Regions from separate parts of the Sus scrofa genome. Here region 1 is linked to region 2. Evidence: chromatin contacts called from public HiChIP or PLAC-seq data. All regions are on one chromosome and are shown on one strand. The core of a region is the stretch at or near the end of the contact, and the rest is flanking DNA. Distances in the headings are between cores, read along the strand shown.

Region 1 (6,454 bases), core at 2,473-4,972, 70 kb before region 2:
TAAGCACTTCACATATATTAACTCTAATCCCCCTAACAACTCTAAAAAAATAGGAACTCCCATTCCTATTTTGCTGACTAAAAAACTAAGACACTAAATGAGCCTGGCAAACATAGTTAGAACTATATAAACATTAGCTATTTTTGTCATCATTATATATCCTCTAACATAGCAATCCTACTCCTGCAACTCTAACCCAAAAGAGAAAAACAATCTAACAAAAAAATATCATGAGTGTATATATGTGTTACATGAACGAGTCTATGTGGACAGGTATGAGTAAATACACCTTTGTATGACATAGAGAAAAATACAGAGGGATAAACACTAGGCAGTTAACACAGATCATTTTGTTGGTGGGAGATGATATTTGGAGAAGAGGACAACTGGAGAAACAGAGGAGCAATTTCAATAAATCAGAAGATGCGGAAAGTGAGAATGCTGAAGTAGGGGATAACAACAAAGAAATCATATTTTATATCCTTTGGATACACAAAGAGCCCTGGAGGAGTTTAAGGAATGGGTGTTTTGAAGAAAATTTCATTACTCACAGGAGAAATATTTTTGTTAAATGATTTAGACTCCCCTCCCCTTCCCCCTGCAAACACACACATATAATACAAATTATTGAGAAAATTTCCAAAGCAGTCTTCGGCGAACAACAAAAAAAAAAAAAGTCCTGGCAATTCCAGGATTCAAACACAGTGATTGTCCAGGTAAAGGCACTGTCAGGAGGCAAGAAGCTGAGTTCTGCTCCTGGCACCATCGCCACTGGGCTATGTGACCTTCGGCAAGTCACTGACATACACTAAGTTTTCTCATCCCCAAAGTAAAAAAGTTCAACCAGATCATGTGTAAATCTCCTTTTAGTTATAAATATGTGATGATTCTATCATTAAAAAGCATATAGTAGAAAGGAGAAAAGCTAGTAAATAGGAGTGACATTTATTACACATTTTAAAGAAACAAAGTTGGAAACTTTAATACTTTATAGCTAAGCAGGTAATTTAATGGGCCCAGTTAAAAATGTACCTTTAGAATTAAAAACTGCAATAAGATCAATTAGGGATTTTACATTTCTAAGTGCTGAATATAACAACTTAATGCTTTCATTTTCACGTTGAAAAAATATATATTGTTTAGATATCTTTCAGATTACTGGCTGAAGTAAGGCTTAATTGGACACCTTAAAATGGAGCCATTCATAAGGAGTTCAACCAAAATGTCATCCTCTAGAGACCACATGTCATAAACCTATAAAAAAAAAAGCTGGTCGATGCCAGCCAGTCAACCAAATAAATAAATCATGCACTGAAAAAATTCTAACAGAATTATTTTGAATATAAATTATTAATAGAACACAAAATTGGTAAAACAAAAATTTATCTGCTTAAGCATGACAGCTTCCTCAAGCAACATTCAAAGTTTTAATTTTTATGGTGTCCTCATAAGTTTTATAAATAACAACGTGATTATTAATAACACTTAATGAACATACATGCCTGAGTGCAAAGCATAAAAAGTCACTAGCTCATAGGGCATAAAGATTTCCATGAGCTTGTTAAATTTTATGTATTTTATTTCCTTAAATGGTTATGGGATTTTCCAAAAGCATACACAAAATTCCTTAAAACTTCGCCAACTTAGAAATAGTTACATAAAACCACCTTTTCAGACTGTATAGAATATCCCAGAAAAATCTACTTAGTCTTTTGATAGGATATCTGGTTATGAATTCCTCCAAAAAAATAGTAAGGCTCCTTGCCCCAACCAAATTTTATAGGATGACGTCAGGAAACAATTTATGGCTTGCACAGTTATCTGAAATTCCTGAAAACAAGTAGTTCCCTAAGTAGTATGTCAAATTTTTCTTATCTACAAGCACAAGCACGTGCATTTATTTATATCCCTAGATTAACTTCAAGTCTAATTTTACTGCCACTAGTATCCAGGGGTGGATTTCTTTTTTCTAATTACGAATGGAACTTGAGCTAGATCAAAGGCATTTAAAGGTCAAAATTTACTTCTCTGAAAAATAGAGGGTGTGAGCCCATGTAATTAATTAATGCTTAGCCATGCCCTTTGGCGCATTATGTGGTGGCTGTAGGAAACCGAGTCCAGCCGTCTCCACCTGTTGGTGCACTGGACTCTCTGACTTACCCAAAAGAGCAGATTGAGTGCGTAGAGCAGGCACCTCAAGCATTTCACCGAATCTTCTCTGGCCATTGTGAGCCCAGGGAGGGAGAAGCCCCATCCTTTCACCACATCCTACCCCCGCGGGCCAAACAGCTACGATCTGCAGAGGGCGGGAGAGAACCGGGGACTTAGCACCGCGCTCCCCACCCCCAGCCCATCCTTCCTCCGCCAGCCAGGGTCTGGTCTGAAGCCTAGTTCATCCGAGATATCCCTTCATCGAAAATCATTTGTTAAAGTTATCATAGTAACCTAAACTCTCCAAAGTTCCAAACCGGCTTCAGATAACACCTGCTGGGAAAAGAAAAGGCTGTCTCCCTGGATGAATGAAGGCGCGCAGTACACTCCGGTTCTCAGGGGACGCGCGGCGGTGTCCTCTGAATTCTGATGAGACGCTCTTTAAAACCTCCCTCAGTCCACGCCCCTCCTCGGGGACAGCTCTGCTCAGAACTGTCCCGAAGTTCTGAAACCACACTACCCCCCAGAGGTGTCACAGAAGCCGCCGGCGACACCAAGGGTGAGAGTGTCCCTCTCATGAGGACAGTTCCCTGGCCCCCCAACTTCGTACCCCCCCCTTCCCTATCCCACAGCTAGAGTTTGAACGCGGGGCACTGGAGCGGGCGCAGCGCTGAGCTGGGATTCCGCCCGACGACTAGGGTTTCTCAGGGAGAACGTGAGAAATGATGTTTCGGCCCCGGAATGATGGATTAGCCGGGGGCGGGGGGGGCGGGGAGGGGCGCAGGGGAATTAGGGCCGGTGCAGCTGTGCAGACGCCGGGTTAGTCATTCACGTCCCCCTCCCCCGGCCCCGGCCCGGGCCGCGACCCCGCGCTCCCAGCCGCCGGAGGAGCACAAAGCCGAGCGCGGTCAGCGGCCCCGCCACCCGGACGCGCGCCCCCGGCAGGGCGCGGAGGGAAGCGCTGGCGGCGCGGAGCCCCACAGCCACAGCCTCTAAGTAGTTTAGCACACAGCGCCGGGGGCAGCCACGGCGGGCTGGCGGGACAGCGGGCAGGAAAGACGAGAGACGCGCGGCTACTCACCGTCGGCGCTGGGCTCCGCGCCCCGATCCCGCCGGGGGACAGTCGGGGACGCACGGCGGGGGCTCATCGGGGCAGGGACGCTCCTCCCGGAGAGCCGCAGGGCTGCATTGGCTCAAACTGGAGACGCTTCCTTCTCTTCCTCTCCCCCCACCGCCGCCGTCGCCGCCTCCTGGGAAAAAAGAAAAAAAAAAAAGAAAAAAAAAGTCCTGGGCAGCAGTTGCTGGAAAGTCTCTGCTAAGCCACCTCCCAGCGCCGCTGTCCCTCCCAAGTCCTCGCCAAGTCCGGACGAGGCAGCGGCGGCAGCCAAGGCCAGCTGCACATACTCTCAGCGCATGCTCGGGCCGCTGGCTGCCGGGGCTGGATCCGAGTGGGTGTTTCTCGTCCCTTCACGCGGCGGGAGCCCCCGAAGGGACGCCTCACCTCCACAGCGACCAGACAGAGATAAAGCCTGGGGACTTTGGAAGAGTCCACGCAGCAAACCCCTTTAAAATGGTGGTGTCAGCGGAGGGGAGGCTGGGTTATAACCGTAGGGAAACAGGCTTTTATTATATGAAAATATTTGTGTTTGCGAAGGGGGGTGAAGGAGTGGCCCAACCCAATTCCTGCAATGAGAAACCAGTTTTCACAACCTTTCTAGAGCCACCTCCTGTGATTTGTCACTAACGTGGTGCCCTATGATCCTTCTTATTGCTTTGTGGCCCTCCCTGATTTTAAAAAAAACAGTTCTTTCCCGCTTCCATGGTGCACTTACAGTATTTACTTACACCCCAGAGTAGACGTGTCGGGATCTGACACTCAGATTAGGAAGAACACGATTAACTCTTTCACAAGTGATCCAAAGTTTCCAAAATTTTCTCCAAAGATTGTGGGGATTTTAACTGGGTGATTTATCTTAAAATGTGCATATAGTAATGGGGTTTGAATTTTTTTTTTAACTAGAAATTCAGGAAGTATTCATAGTAGGAGACTATCCTTCCAAAAGGAACTTCCCTTTTGAAAGTAAGAAGTTTCACATTTAAGGGAGTTCACATTGTGGCTCATTGGAAATGAATGTGACTAGTAACCATGAGGACACAGGTTCAATCCCTGACCTCGCTCAGTGAGTTAAGGATCTGGCATTGCTGTGAGCTGTGGTGTAGGTGACCCCTAGCCTGGGAACTGCCATATGCCGAGGGTGCCATCCTAAAAAGACAAAAAAAAAAAGTTTCACACTTAAAATATGATCAAATTTTGATGTTGTATGCCTCATGATAGTCCACATTCTATTCTTACTTCTGTGTGCATTATGTGGAAAATACAGCTTCACTAACAAATATGAAGTACCTACAGTATAATCAACGTCTTTGAGAAAAGCTAGTAACAGGAGTCCTCCTTAATTTTCCTTACAGGGGAAAAAAGTAAAATGAAGTTGTGTCTAGCATCAGTTGCTGCATGACCAGGGTGACTAAGAGACACACATTTCCATTTCGATAGAAGTGATATTAAGACCAAAAGAGAACATGAGTGTCCTGGCTTAAGGGAGGAAAAGTCTGGTGAGCAAGTTACTAAGCTGTGTGTAAGGCAGCAAGCTCCCAAGAGCACCAAGACAACCATCCAAGAACAATGTCCAGGCATCCATCAGATGACCTAACTCTGGCAACAAAGTATCTTCTGGAGTCTAGAAAAGAGCAAAGAAACCCACCTTTATCCTCAGTTACTGCTCAAATAAAATGTATGCCAGATATAAGCAAAGAGCTGCTGAAACCACCTGCCCTCCGAATGCTGTTGGTGTCTTCTGAGTGACAGAAACATCCTCACGTTGAGGGGAGTCTATGGCTGCTCTTGAAACTGGCCAAGTACAAATCATTCCCAGGATTCTTTTTTTCTTTTTTCTTTTTCTTTCTTTCTTTCTTTTTTTTTTTTTTTCTTTTGTCTTTTTAGGGCTGCACCTGTGGCATATGGAGGTTCCCAGGCTGGGGGTTGAATCGGAGCTGTACCCGCCGGCCTATACCACAGCCGCAGCAACGCCAGACCTGAGCTGCATCTGTGACCCACACCACAGCTCAGGGCAACGCCAGATCTTTAACCCACTGAGCGAGGCCAGGGATGGAACCCGCAACCTCATGGTTCCTAGTCAGATTCGTTTCCGCTGCACCACGAAGGAAACTCTGATACTCAGGATTCTGAGCAGAGATCCTCTTTATTTCTAGAAAGTGGTGAAGTACCTTTCAATTCATAAATGTACCATGGCTCTAGAATCATAAAATTTTAGAGGAAGATGCTTCAGAAGTACATTTGCCCCTCCACTCCCTTTTTAGTAAATAAAGAATGCGGAAACAATCGAAATTAAAAGAGTTGCTCAAGGTTACATCTCTAGTTAAATCAGATTCCAAACTAAAATACAGAGTCATACTCTCTAACTAGTTTGGTGATTCTCAAAATTGCTGTACATTAGAACCACTTGGGGAGTTTTGGACAGATCCTAATGATCCAACCATACCTTATACCAATAAAGTAGCATCTTTGCAGATGTGGCTTGGGCATCCAGATTTTCCAAAATTTGCAAGGTAATTCTCATCCGCAGCAAAGTTTGAAAATGACGTCAACTAACCCTTTACAGAGGCCTGAAAACTAGCAAAGGGGTATCTTCTGGTTTACCTGGATCAAATTCCTCACCTGTGAGTTAATAACCTGGGATTATTCCTATTTTATAAGTGAAGAAAAAAACAGCTGCATCTCGGCTCTCATATTCCTGAAGAATAGTTATCAGAGTGTGGGAATCAGTATTTCAGCAGAGGAGACCTCGACACACTTGAGGCCTTGTGGACCTGGGTAGTTCTGACTGCTTACACCTGACCACACCTTGCGTTGACTTGTACCACTCAATTCGAGTTCTAGTTCTGCCTTTTGGAGTCCACAGCCTGAGCGATCCTTCTCCCATCTGACCGTCCTTCAACTCCTTGAGGGCAGCTGCTCTTCCCTCCAGGGCTGGTTCTTCTCTTCTCCAGAATTATAGGAGCACGGGAACACTTGATATCACAGTTGTCATTCTATCAGCTCTTCATCTTTCTCTCTGAGGAGAACTTTTTTTGTGTGCCCAAAGGCAGCCTAGAAAAGGAGTGCCCGTCGTGGCACAGTGGTTAACGAATCCGACTAGGAACCATGAGGTTGCGGGTTCGATCCCTGGCCTTGCTCAGTGGGTTAAAGATCCGATGTTGAGCTGTGGTGTAGGTCACAGATGCG
Region 2 (6,261 bases), core at 1,390-3,889:
TGATACAATATTACAATATGATATGATACAATATTACAATATCTGTAATGTAATACAGATATGGTCAGCCCTGTATAGGAGGGTTGTCCCCTACAAACCTGGTAGTATCTGTATATGACCTAACAAGGTAAGAGGTTGTTACATGTGTGTGTGTATACAGCTTTCTGTTACTGACACATGATCCAAGAATAAGAATTGCATTCATTACATAAGATATAAAGAGTATAAGTTTTATTATTTTTTTTATTTCTTTGGCGTGTGTATGCATGTGTACTGAATTGGGAACCATCTATTATCTCACTCTCCTTTATGTGGAAAACTCACTAAAAAAGCTCAGTTTACACTTAAAATGGTGGACTTCTATTTCTGACCATATGCTATTTTAGCTACTCTGAAGGAACCACCTGTTGAAAACAACAAAAAAAGCTGGGTTAAAAAAAAAAAAATCAAATCTATCGATGAACTGGTAGAAAATGAAGGAATTTCACAGGGGAAAAAGCAAAAGAAAGAATGAAGTAAAATGAGAATATCCGGAGAAATAAGTGAGGGCCAAAGTGGGCTTCATACTTGTCTTGACCTTGGAACCCAAGAAAGGAAGAAAAAGTCTCCCCTGAGAATCTGTAACAAGCCACTTGGATTTGAGGCCCAAATTCAATATACCTATGCAATCCAATAAACCTCAAGTAGAGAATTTAATCTGACACTAGGACTGATGGTGCCTCCAAGCAACTTGGAGAAGCAAATTCTAATAATCTCTAAGAAAACTCAGTTTTAACTCTGGCCTCAACAAATTCCGTTACAACCCCAGAACATGAGTGTAGAGTCCAAAATAACAGCCTCCAAGGAAACAAGCACCGTGTTCAAAAGCTAGAAGAAACAACAGAGTGCCCAAGACTCATAAAATATTCAGCATTGAATTTAACAGACACAGAGTATAGACTATGTTTAATTTGTACAATAAATTAGAAAATGGCTTAAAAAGAGAAAGCAAATAGAACTTCCAAAACTGAAAAGTATTGAAAAAATTTGAGATGGACCGTGTAAAGGAAAGACCGAGAGAAATGGAAGATAAAGTGACGTCCTATGGATGTTCTAAGAGATAACGGAGAAAAATGAGGTATGGAGAAGAATGCTGAACACTGATGAGTATTCAGTAATACTGAAGAGATAATAGTTGAGAATTTTCCACAACTGTTGCAGGGCATTATTCCTGAGATTCAGGAATCCCCTTAAATTCTAAGTTTTGTTTTTTTTTTTTTTCCTAAGTTTTTTGAAGGAAAGAAAGAAGAAGGGAGGGAGAGGAGTTAGGGAAGGAGGAAAGGAGGAAATAAAGGAATTCATACCTAGATTCATTACTGCAAAACTGCAAAAATATCAAAGAAATCTCAAAAGCAGCCAGAAGAAAGAAGGGAGGGAGGAAGGGTGGAAGGAAGACTGAATGCGGTAGATTTTAGGTCAAAGTACAGAAAATAAACTAGGTAACTCTTATTAGGATTGAGGTAAGTTTCCTTTGAGATTCGTCAATATGACAGCTAAGTATCTTGATGAACAGCTATGAAAAGTTTTAAGTATAAGAAAATGTAGAGGAGAGAGAAAAAGCAGAAAACAAAGTGTTTCAACTCCAATCTAAAAAATATAAAGAGAACATTAAATTATGAACTAAAGACACATTTTCCTGGGGGTGGAGGATTAAAATAGATGGAAAATAACAATACCCAATATCTACTGAGTGCAAACGTTTTTAAAAAAAAGGAAACAAACTGAGCAGTGAAGGGCTAAATATATCACAGCTGAACAGACGCGGGGAGGAGTCGAAGATAGAAAAAGACAACGCCCTGGACTACAGACGTCAAATACAGGCTATTTACTCAACGTAATTATTGTTAAGTTATTGCTAAGACAGACAATTAGATGGTAAGGCTCCACCCGTTATTTCTGTTTGCTCACTTATTAATGTTTCGGGTGCAGGTATAGCTATATAGATCAATTACATTAGAACGACTAGATGGACTGCAAAATAGAATGCAGTGGCTACTGAGAACCATTTGTGCATCTTTTAATATGGTAAATACATAATTCACTCAATATTCTGAGTGTAAACTGTTTTAGTTCTATGTCAGCCAACCAGATGTCCCATTTATATTTTTAGGAGCGGATACGGAGGATAAATTCCAACAGTGAGTTCTGTTTTGAACACTTCCAATTGCCCGAACTTTGCCGATTATTCTAGCGTTAGAACCCTTGCCGTTTGCCTCACACTACTTGAAATCCATGACTCATAAACGCCAGGACATGGAATTGCGGCAGTAAAGAACAGGTGAAAAGTTGTTCCTAGTTGTGTTCTGTAGGCGCATACAACTCCCATCACTACCCGTGCAAAAATCAACAAATAAACAGAGGCACCGCATTTCAGATTCTGCTGCGCACCGTTCGCAATGGCACCTGGTTTTTGTAGTTTGCAAGGGGAGGACTACCAGCGTGTTCTTTCTTGCTGGGGAGGGACGAAAACTACACTTCCCACAAAGGCGCGGGGGCGTGCTCCGCTCGGCTTACGTCACCTCTTCAGCCAGCCAATGACCACTCCGGGCGGCAGTGAGGCAGGCGCCGTCAGGCGCCAAAGTGGGTTTTTTTTTTTCTTTTTTTTTTTTTTCCGCCGAAGCCGAGCGGGTGCTGCTAGCGGAGGCGCCATATTGGAAGGGACAAAACTCCGGCGACAGCGAGTGACACAAATAAACCCCTGGACCCCCTCGCTCCCCCAGCTCTAAGGGCCGCGATGTTGTACCTAGAGGACTATCTAGAAAGTGAGTGGGCGGCGCCGGCGGGCCCGACTGGGGGACCTGAGGGCGGGCGAGAGCAGGAGTGGACGGGCTGGCGGGCTGGCGGGAGGGAGGGGGAGGCGGGGGATGTTTCTTTCTCACGGTAACTGGCAGCCTCGTTGTGGGCTGCCGGCTCCCTCGCGCCCCCCCCACGCACGCACGCACGCACGCACGCAGCGACGTCGGCGCGTACTTTCGCCGTTGGCCCCGCCCTTCTGACTGACTTTCCCATTGACAGTGATTGAGCAGCTGCCAATGGACCTGAGGGACCGCTTCACGGAGATGCGCGAGATGGATCTGCAGGTGCAGAGTAAGTCGGCGCGTTTGCCCTTGTTCGCTGCGCGCGTTCAGTGCCAGACTTACTTGCCATCGACGCCAGCACCTCTGCTGTTTGACTCTCCTCCGGCTCCCTCGCTAGTACATCATAAGGAGTTGTCAAAAAGAACCGGCAATGCCGAATCTTGGCTCTTCTGTTTCCCACGCTACTTTTCTTCTGGCTTTTACAAAAGAAGGTGGCATCAGAGCACATGTGCACCTTTTTTTTTTTTTCGAATTTGAGACTGTACAATAAAAGTTTCTGTACCTTCATTAAGAATGTAGACATATGTTTTAGTGAACGTTGGCATCAATGTTGCGAAGACTTTGACTTGAGACTTCACGTATAGAACATAGCGGCATTTATGTATTTGTTAAAATTCATTCTAGTCAAAATTCAAGAGAGGAAATGCATATGGAAGCACAGGTTATATGTAGTTCTTTAGAGACCCTGGTGAACTTAGAATGTCCAATTTGAAAAGTTACACATTATAGGATACATTCTCAATTGTCAACAGCATGATAGTTTCTCAATCAAACATGAGAAAGGAAATTGGATTTTACTGTAAAGCTGCTTGTCTACTGTAACAAAAACTTTGGCTTTTGGTCTTTCAGTTATACTTTGTTAATCCGAAGACTTTTTCCCAAAAATAACTTGGCCCTTTCATAGAGCAGTATTTAGTTTATAGGATCATTTTTTTTCTGTGAAGTTTCTTTTAAAGAGTTTACGATTCAGAGAAGATAAAGAATAAATACCTTTATAAAGAATAAAAAGATAAGTACAGGAAAATTACACTTCAAAACAAGAAAACAGTGTTGAGTGCCAAGTGTACACTCATCATGCTCTGAAAGAACCTCACACACCTTTCCCCTTTGTGAAACGAATATAGCTGTTACCACTGTCTTGTAGAAATCCTATATTAAAAATTAAGAATGTGAATAATGTGATCCATAATTAAAATGTTTAATCAAGTGTACTTTGTTGGCTGTCTGTCACTCTTGTTTGGAGAAACGTAAGTACTGTTTAATTGCTTAAATAATATTAATGGCTGGCCTTCATAGGGTATATCTGCAGAGATAATGCCATTAGTTATGCTGTAGGCCACAGGGGAAGTCTAATAGGGTATATCAACAGAAGATGTTTCCTGATCACATGTATCCCATGTTTAGACTATGCATAGGATATTTCTTGTGCTGACAGATTTTCTTCTCAGAGAAGTAAGGCTGGGGGGAACATCTGGGTTTGGGGATGTGATAAGGAGGAAAAGAGTATCATGGAAAGAGATCAGAGAATAGAACCTTTCAGAGTGTGGTAGTCTTGAGGTAGCCCCCATCCCCCACCTCCCGCCTCCCTTCTCTGCCCCACCAGCACCACACATACTTCCATACCCATTGTTCACAAATATTCTTTTCTCAGCCTCCTGCCAGTTTCGTGTGGTGCATGAAACAAGGTAATATGTCTTGGAAGCCACCTTCTGTTCAGTGGATTGTAGTGTGGAAATCTGAGTTGTGTGTTTCTCCAGCTTGCTCACAAAATTCATTTTAACTTTAATGTATTTGAAATGCTAAAGATTTGCTAGAGAAGTGTTTTGTATAGGCTTGAGCATGGATTTTGTTGTCCAGCAAATCTGAGTTTATTTTAGAGCTTTAGAAACTTACTCATTGACCTTGACCACATTGCCACTTCTCCGGGATTTATTGTCTGTAAAATGAGAATCATCATGAAGATTAAAAATAATAGAGATAAATTAGAGCATATAGTACCTGATACAAAGTGAGCATTCAATAAAAGGTAGCTATTATACTTTTTCATGATTACAAATTTTTAAGTTCTTTAGTAATCTGGACTTGAATATGTAAGTTAGAGTTTTTTTTAAACTTGAATTTGTATAATAATTGTTTAAAGTTAATAGCTATTATAGATTAACAAAAGAGATCTCTGTCAAATAAGTTAGGAGATGGACTGTTACGCACTGAATATCTCAAAAATGATACAGTAAAAAGGTTTTCCTCAATTTGCAGAGCAACAAAATCCCTTTTGTTTATTTTTCATTTTTAAATAGACATAGAGCAGAATGACTATATTTAGCACACATTTCAGGAAGAGCTTATCTGGAATAAATAATATTATGCATTAAGTGAATAAATGATTAATCCCTGCTTTCAGTCATGATGGGAGATGATGGGCTACTTAATGGTACATAGCAAGAGGTTGAAATCTTTTTATCTCATCCCTTATTGAAAGAAATCCAATGAGAAATTGTACTTTGGCACATTTGGCTGACTTAGTAACATTAGGTTTTGACCCCAAGACTGTACTATTCAGCAGCTATAATATAGCATCTGTCTACACTGTTGACTAGTTTGACTATCTGAAAAAGTTTTGATGTAACAACAAAAATAAATTGTCAGTAGGGAAAATTGTAACTTTTTTTAAGCTAAGGTGATTAAGGCATCATACATATTTACATTATCAGAACATATTTACATTACCAATTGAGAGAGTGTATATGGTCAGATATTTTTTTCTTTCTTCTTGTCGAAGCATGTATATTCAGTGTATGAGTTTGGCCATCTAAGTGTGAAATGTTTTTATTATATCCTAGATGCAATGGATCAACTAGAACAAAGAGTCAGTGAATTCTTCATGAATGCAAAGAAAAATAAACCAGAGTGGAGAGAAGAGCAAATGGCATCCATCAAAAAGGTATGTTAAACACTTTTGATGGTTTATCAATAAGTATTGGGACCCTCTGAGGAAGATATTTTAAAATAGTTTTTGGAGTATCTAAATGAGGGAAAGTTACCAATAGCTCTTTAGTGTTTAAATGTGATGTATGAAATTAAAAATGATTTATTGCATTTTAGAGCTTCAGCTCTAGGAATTTTTAATCATCAAAGCATCTTAGTAATTTAGAAAATTATTTCAATGATTAGTGACTTATTAGAGAGTTAGAAAGTTGTTTAAAATCTATGTTTTTTCCTTTTAATTTGTTTTGTTCTAGTTACAGGTAATTAAAATTGCCTTGTCTTTAGAGCCTTACTGTCTTCCAATTTTGGCACAAACTGGGGTGAAAATTAGCAGCCTTGAAGTGTATTTTATATATTGCTAGGTACCTAGATTGGTGGG

What was found. HiChIP or PLAC-seq counts read pairs in DNA pulled down with a chosen protein or histone mark.
Region 1: a contact with region 2 is called in an H3K27ac HiChIP or PLAC-seq map of alveolar macrophages. The contact joins the promoter of TSPAN12 here to the promoter of ING3 in region 2. A contact is called at or near these places in 2 of 5 promoter capture datasets (fetal liver and liver), 8 of 47 Hi-C or Micro-C datasets (blood, brain, heart right ventricle and 3 more) and 1 of 2 datasets of contacts at active chromatin or transcription factors (alveolar macrophages).

The regions. Positions count from the first base shown.
Region 1 is chr18:26,043,975-26,050,428 of Sscrofa11.1, reverse strand. TSPAN12 (tetraspanin 12) reads right to left here and starts at 3,722. Exons shown (of 9, transcript NM_001244673.1): 1 at 3,653-3,722; 2 at 3,233-3,401; 3 at 2,161-2,296. The coding sequence starts at 2,226.
Region 2 is chr18:25,972,877-25,979,137 of Sscrofa11.1, reverse strand. ING3 (inhibitor of growth family member 3) reads left to right here and starts at 2,639. Exons shown (of 12, transcript NM_001244268.1): 1 at 2,639-2,801; 2 at 3,055-3,126; 3 at 5,738-5,838. The coding sequence starts at 2,774.